Linked DNA regions of Mus musculus: region 2 is linked to region 1. A link is a contact called in public HiChIP or PLAC-seq data. All regions are on one chromosome and are shown on one strand. Each heading gives the region's core, a stretch centred on a gene start, on an enhancer-like site or on the middle of the called end of the contact. The rest is flanking DNA. Distances are from core to core; before and after follow the strand shown. Region 1 overlaps Ptprm (protein tyrosine phosphatase, receptor type, M). Region 2 holds the start of Ptprm (protein tyrosine phosphatase, receptor type, M).

Evidence for each region. HiChIP or PLAC-seq counts read pairs in DNA pulled down with a chosen protein or histone mark.
Region 2: an H3K27ac HiChIP or PLAC-seq map of neural progenitor cells shows a contact between it and region 1, with 8 times the contacts expected there. The contact joins the promoter of Ptprm here to the enhancer-like site in region 1. A contact is called at or near these places in 4 of 39 promoter capture datasets (the 3T3-L1 cell line, cranial neural crest, hippocampal neurons and 1 more), 1 of 484 Hi-C or Micro-C datasets (stem cell-derived neurons), 8 of 115 datasets of contacts at active chromatin or transcription factors (cardiomyocytes, embryonic forebrain, embryonic hindbrain and 5 more) and 1 of 9 other capture datasets (embryonic stem cells).

What each region holds. Positions count from the first base shown.
Region 1 is chr17:66,814,167-66,817,816 of GRCm38.p6, forward strand. It overlaps Ptprm (protein tyrosine phosphatase, receptor type, M), which reads right to left. Exons shown (of 31, transcript NM_008984.2): 16 at 301-375. Among named protein-coding and RNA genes, the nearest start is that of 1700016K05Rik, 100 kb to the left of the region's middle. Within about 2 kb of position 1,970, at least 15 of the 459 cell types and tissues checked have an H3K27ac peak or open chromatin away from gene starts, as enhancers often do. A contact at or near this core is called in neural progenitor cells and stem cell-derived neurons, where this site is marked.
Region 2 is chr17:67,352,495-67,356,144 of GRCm38.p6, forward strand. Ptprm (protein tyrosine phosphatase, receptor type, M) reads right to left here and starts at 1,965. Exons shown (of 31, transcript NM_008984.2): 1 at 1,463-1,965. The coding sequence starts at 1,535.

The DNA.
Region 1 (3,650 bases), core at 720-3,219:
AACCATGGCATCATGCACAGTACAAGATCCAGTCTCCTCTAGGGGACAGCTGATTTGTCTCAGTCACTCCTGAAATAAACTTTGGGAAAGGGAATCATTCTCACCTAAGATTGCAGTTGGCACAAATGGGTCTGTCATACATCGTAAGCAGGGCAGTGCAAAGAGAGTAAAAAGAGAAAGAACAGTAAATGACTGATGAACGGTCCCCAACTTCCCCAGGAAAGCCACCGGAAGCTGAGGCTTCACATAAAGCAAAAAAGCCCAAGTGGCACAAGGAGGCACGGTGGCCCAGCCCGTTACCTGGGTAATAGGAATTCGGCACCGATGTGCTCAGCGTGTTTGTTTTCATGGTAAAGGATGATGGCGAGGACACAGCTGTGGAGAGAGAAAAAGGCAGGTCAGAGGCCACGGGCAGGTTGAATTTGGCATCTAGGACCTTCTAGAATCATGGCAGCTGGTCCTTGTGAGGGTAGACCACTCATGCGGAGGAGACTCTGGGATTCGTTGAACTCCACATGGTGAATGCCACCATTCTCAGTAGTTTCTGGGTCATCCCTTATCCTTTTGAGGAGACAAACCCTTTTGATCAGACAAGGACTCCTCTTATCCTATAATGGAAAACACCTATAAGCGGCCACCACATTGAATGTGGAAATCCAAGAGGTTTATTCCTCTGGAACGTTTGCCTTGCACTTTGTGACAGTGCTTCTGCTCTGAGCTGGGGTTTATGAATACAAATGTGGGAATAAGTCAATATGGGGCTCCTGATGAACGAAGGGAATGGCAGTGTTATGGGGCTTTGCTAAAAATCCTCTCCTTTTTCAGATTTTGAAAATTTGGGTTGCTGAAACCTGGCTCATAAAAGTGAAGTTGATTTGTGCTGTACTGAAAAGGAAACCACTTTTCCTATGTTGCCCTTTTAGTCTTTACTACGACGACGACTACTACTACTACTACTAAATAGTAATACATTTCTTTGGATTATTTCTCTGAAGAGTACATGACCATCACAAGAGTACATTTTCCTCTATTGATCAAAGGAAAGGTCAAGCCCTCTGATTAATTGAGTCCACTGAAAATGGGCATTTCCAATTTTTCAGGTAGTATGTTCACTCTCTTCTGCATCCCAAATTGGTAGTTAGACACACTTTCACTTCACTAAAGCATGAGGACTGATGTCTGCTCAGGGTAGTTCAACATCACCACCCATGGCTACCATCATCACCCATGGCTACAGTTCTAAGCACTTCAGTGATTTATTTGATGCTGAGTGCCCACAGAGATACACAAGGCCACTTGATCCTCTGTAGCCATTTCTATGTGTTTGGTAAATGTGTGAGAGGCAGATACAAAGTACCTATGCTTATTTCTACTTTTGTGTTAAAATACATTTGTTTTTGAGTATTCAAATCCACCTTTGTGCCGAACATTCATCTTTAAGTGTTCATACAGAGCCCATTCTCCTTTCCTATAGTCTACATTCCCCTTATTATGGTATAGTGAAGAGAAAGGCATCACTCATATTAGTTTTGGTGGACAGATTACACCCCACTCCCATAAATGAATTTCTCCTTACTTTTAAATTCTCCAGCCTTGTTTTTTTTTTTTTTCTCTCCTATCTCATTTTAAAAAGTAACTCAGCTCACAGCTTCTAGAACTTTTCTGAGTGAGAACTTGCAGGTATGTATACCTGCATGGTATGCATTCGTGCAAGTGTGTGTGTGTGTGTGTGTGTGTGTGTGTGTGTGTAGCCCAAGCATCTTTATAAACTCTCCTTGGGATTGTTTCCCTAGTAGCTTTAATTGAGAGGGAATGAATAGAGTATTGTGAAAATGTTTACCCTGGGGATCCCTGTCAATGAAACTGTTAGAGACTTTTCATGCCTAACAAAGAGGAGGGAACAAGTTCTTCTGCAGCATTCACTGAGTAGAGGGTCAAAGAATTCCAAGGGATGGGTCAATTAGAGGCTGCATTGGCAAAGCTGTGGTCCTCAGCGGTCTCACAGCAACAGACCAGAATAGAGCTAACTGCCCAGTTAAGACTTCCTGTCCAGCAGTGATGTTCCCCCTGGAGTTCAAACGGGAAACATCCCATGGTTATTAGTTTTGTTTCTGTCCTTGGTGTGGGTCATTACAGGAAAATGGATTCCTGAGAACCTGACAGTGAAATGAAAGTGAGGAGCCTTCTGAGTGGTCTCTTCCTTCCCTCTCCATACCTTTTTGTCTTCTGGGGGTTTCTCATATGTTTCACATATGTCTCACATAAGCTGGATAAGTATTCTCCCCCTGAGCTGTGTCCCCCATCCTGTGTGGTCCCTTGTATGCTGATGCATAGAGAATAGCTGCTATTATGCAAATTCTAGCTCTCTGTGTATTTAAAGTCCCCCCCACCATCTGATTCAAACAATCAAAGGCAGGATACTTCCATTTGGAGCTAGGTCAGCATGTATGGATTTTCAAAAAAAAAATATATATATATAATCTTTTTTTAAGAGATAAAACAGCAGAAAGACATAAAAGAGTTTATTACGATGACACACCAGTTTCTGCACCCTGAATGTCACCCTGAATGTCATAGGGGGCCGAGAACCCAAGAGTGCTGTCCTCCTAGGTCAGAGCAGTGCCTGGCAGGCTGGGTGTGCAGGCAGCTCACTTGAATAGGGGGAGAAAAGGCAGGGCAATGGCAGCCACTCTAATCAGAAGAAGCAGTCTGTGAAAGCTAAGTGAGCCCAACAGGCATGCGAGGCTTCTGAGGCACAGTTGAGCTGAGCGTACCTTAATCCCAAGGGAAGAAAGGCTGGCAGCCCAGCATCCTCTGGCCAAAAGGCTTGGTCAGGTGAGCAGCACACACCATCCATGCCTATCTGTGATGCCCTAGACTCCTATCGGGCTTTCTGTGCACTGCTTTGTTCATACCTGTGCTGTTCTGACCCACGCTGAGGACATCCTGATCATACAGGAGGTAGCAGTGGTCGTCAGTATGGATGGCTTCCCCACAAAGAAAGGACTCGATGAGTGTGTGCCACGAACTACAGCATCGGACCCAGCTCTGGGATCTAACGCTGGTCACTGGCCACATAATCAGGGATGGAAAAAAAAAATGTGTTCCTTTGGTAACTCAGATAAACAATTGAGTTGCTGATCTCCAGAAACGCTGCCTGCATGGAGATCACAGGTGGGCTCAGGTAGGCATTGGCTAGCCCACGTGATGCCAAACTTGAGACGTGCTGAAGCTCATTTTAATTTATTAATTGCCGCTAATTGCCCTATAATAAAGGCAGAGACTGTCGGCTGAACAAACAAACAATTAACTTGTTAGTGCCATTTAATGACCCGTTTCACAACAGACTTCCCTGGTGGCATTCCACACCTGGCTTGCTTACAAATGGGATCTAAGCAACCAAAGGGGTGAGGGGGAAGCAGGTGTGTGCTCAGCCAGAGGGGAGCTTTTGTGTCACTGCTCTCAGAGAACTGAAAGACATTCATTTCCCATGGATCCCTGGGCTCCTTATGTCCCAGCACCTTTAGAAAAACACCTTCTCTAAACATAGGCATAGAGGCTAGAGGAAGCAGTTCTGTGTAAGAGGATTTGGGGCTTTAATCCCATGGAGCTACCAGAACCTGGTCTTTAGGTGACAGCCGTGCGGTGGG
Region 2 (3,650 bases), core at 715-3,214, 540 kb after region 1:
TGCATCAACACCTCATCTGCAGTGAGATGGCCACACTGTTAGGGAGAAAGTAAGTAAGCTAGAGGAAGCGCGTTTCTCTACCGAAGTTGTCAGTTTGGGTTTCGTTCAACACATTGCACAGCTGAGTAGCAGCTCCTCTCCCTCTCTACCACCAACTATGCGCAAGGGTCTTGCTGCTCAGCACCAAGCCTGATGTAACCTATGTGCCTATTCCGTGCCTATGAATACAAAGGACTAGCATCCCAGGATGCCCAGAAAGGCAAACCTGATGCTTCCACTGGCCAGAGGTCTATGTGGCTTTAATGTCTGTAAATGGTACTCCTTACTTTCATGAAAGTTCCTTTCACCAATATTCTTTTTTAAAACAAATTTATTCAGCCTTCCCGAAAACACATAAAACCCCATTTTGCAATTCTTGTTCAAGGTTAAATGCGGCCCTTTTTATTAAAAGAGAAAGGTAACACTCCACTGCCACCATTGTGTGTGGACATTCGTGAAACTAATAAACACGAGGCAGTGTGCGCGTGTTGTCAGCGTTTGCCAAGCATCCACGTGCGTCCTCCTGGGACAGAAGATACCAGAAGCCCTGCTACTCTGTGCCACCCACCTTCGGTTTTGCTCCTGACCCCTGACTCTGGTCCAGATCCCTCTGTCTACACCAAGAGCTCCTCAAGGCTCGCGAAGCCTGGGTGAGCACAGCCTCCGGTTGGCTTGATGCACACAGCCAGTACGTGCCCCCTCCTTTCAGCTAGGACCCCCGCGCAGCTGAGCTGGGTTAGCAAGTTGTCCGGACCCGGGCTGCACACCTTTAGGGAGGCCGAGGATGGAATCTGGGCGCTCAGCCACAGTGGCGAGGGCTTGGGGAGCAGCAGATTCCTCTAGGATCTCAGAAACCTCCCGCGGTGCAGAAAGGGAACGCTGGCACAGCGAAGCCGCGCCACAGAGGGGACCCGCTGAGGTCGCCCACCGCGCCGGGCAGGGGGCGGCAGGGATGTCAAGTTTGGGGTGGTCGCCAGCTACACCTCTAGGTTTGACGCTCGCCGCAAGCTCAGCTGAGCACTGGCAGTCCACCGCGGCTGCCTCCAGGGTCGAGAGGCCCGCTCAGCGCCTACTCCCGGCGGCTACAGCTGGGAACTTTAGGCAAAGTTTTCTGCCCTTCCTGCCCAGGCCGCCCAAGAACACTGAGCCCCCATGCACAAGTCCAGGCCCTGAGGGTACAGGGGCCGAGATGGAGGTCCCTGTTTCTGCGCCCGTGCTTGTCCTGCGGGCTCCTGCGTGTACTGTACGGGCTCCGTGGCTCCACAGCTGTTTTCCTCCGGCCATCCGCCAGCCCGGCTCACCCGCTACGCGATGCCGGGTCTTCCCTGCCCCTGCCCGGCCCTGAAGCTCGCCTCGGACTTCTCCCACCCGGGTGTCGCCTACGTCCCAGGCGCCCCGGGAACGGTAGTGGTGTCTCGCTTACCTGAAAATGTTTCTCCGGCCGCAGTTAGCAAAAGTCCAGCTAAAGTCACCAGGCAAGTCCCAAGTGTCCTCATGGTGCTGAGTACGCGCCGGGCCGCCTCGGGGCGGCGGCGGCCGGTAGCCTCGGGAAGCCAAGGGAGACCCGAGCCTAAGCTGCAGGCTGCCAGGGTAGACGCGACAGCAGCGAAACACCAGACCCCAAAGTGACAACAGTTGCACAAGTCCGAAGTCCCGCGGCTCCCGGGCGTGGGGACGGCGTCCTGGATCCTCCTGCCCTCCCGCTGGCCCCCGCTTAGAGTCTGGCGCCACGGGGAGAGAGAGCGGAGGGCGCGCCCGCGGAGCCCAAATCCTCGCTGGGATCCGGTGATGAGCCCGCCTAAGCGCTACCCCTAATCGGGACCGAGCCGCCCGCGGCGCCGTGGCCGTGGCCGTGGCTGTGATCGCGCGCTTGTAGCCCGCCGCCTCTCCCACAGCCCCAGCCACCTCCGGCAGTGGCGCGCCGATGGCCGAGCCCGCGCAGGCTGCGCGCGGGGCTCCTGCTCCGCGACTGACTGGCGATGCCCCGCAGGCCGGCTGGAAGGAGCCCACGTCACGGCCGGGCCGGAGCCGCCGCGGCCCGCTAGAGGGCGCGAGCGCCCGTGTCCCCGGCCCCGGGCCAGCTCGGCCTGCGCGGCGCCTGCGGGCTCTGTGGGGCGGCCACCAGCAAGATGCGGGCGGGACCCGGCGGGCAGGAGCAACCTCCCGGGGCGCCACCCTCGACCCTAGCTCGCCTCCGCAGCGCCTCGGGTTTCCCACGCTGGCCTCGGGGACAGGGACCGCGCCCCAGCCAGAAGTTTGTCCCGGGTCACGGACGGCGAGTAGTTGGAGCGCGCCAGGCACGGGGCGGTAGTGTCCCGGGCGGTGGCGGTGGCGGCTGGCTTGCGAGCGCCGACCAGGAAGAAGCCAGAGCCGCCAGCGCCCAGGGCCGCTTGATCTGCTGCTTTCAAGGGACACACAAGCCTCTGTGCCCGAGCCCCGCGCCTGAGAAGCAGGATGCGCTTCTGCCGCTCCACTGCGTGGTGTCGCCGCCAGTGCGGCCCGGAGCTAGGAAGACAGCAGTTGCATGGAACCATGGATTGGGCAGAACCGAGGATTTCTGCAGCTGGTGCAAATGGAGAGTGTCTTGAAACATTTTAATTTGCCGTTTGGGGTCTGAGACGACTATTTTATTAAGTGAACACAAACGCTATTAATGATTAAATTAAAACTCAAATTCAAGATTTTATTTCATTTTATTTTATTTTATTTTATTTTATTTTATTTTTAAAAGCCGTTCTTCATCTTGCTCAGAGTACAGCCATTAGGGCACCTGTAGGTTATTTACCAAGCTAACTGCGGGCCATGCTGGTTAAACTAAGATCCCAATTTGTGTTGTGATACATGCAAGTAGGTTAGTGCTCAACAAGAGCTCTTACATTGCTTTCCCTGGGGGACCTTTACACTGTCTTTGGCTGCTTAGTGGTGCTTTAAAGACCAAAGAAATAAGTGACTCTCCCACTCCTCTGGTTTAAGGCTCTCTGGTGGCCCCAGAACCGGCCAAAGATGACGTTTGCGATCATCTCCCAGGACATATGTGACCCAGTACTTTTATGTCTTCCAGACCAAACACAAGACCAGCTTGTTTTCAGGCAGGAGTCCTCATGAGGCCTTCCATTCATAAATCTCAGTGTTAACCATTCACTTGCCACTATCCTATGCCGCCACTAGCCTTTATCTGAAAACGAGCCTGCTGGGCTTCTCCTGAACTTGGAAGGGAATTTTTGAAGTCTCATACTTAATTCAAAAGGATCAACAAGTGACAGAGGTTTAATCCGCCACTTGATTTTCTTGATGAAATTATACCTTATAAGATAATTGAGATTTGCTTTTTAAAAGCGAACGGTGACAGACACACCCCCCACCCCATTTTGATGCTTGTGGGTGCATCCGTAAAAAAGGTAAAAACCAACTGCGCTCTCATTGCTTTCCCGTAACATCTTTATGTTGGATGAAGAGATTGATATCATGTAAAACTCCATTCCTCACATGCGTCAATTCTTAATTATGTGTCAATTCTTTCTTTAATTAATAATTAATATTTTTTTTTACATTCCAATTGCTGCCCTCCCCCTCCCCAACAATACAATTACTGCAAACCACAGAGGAGGCAT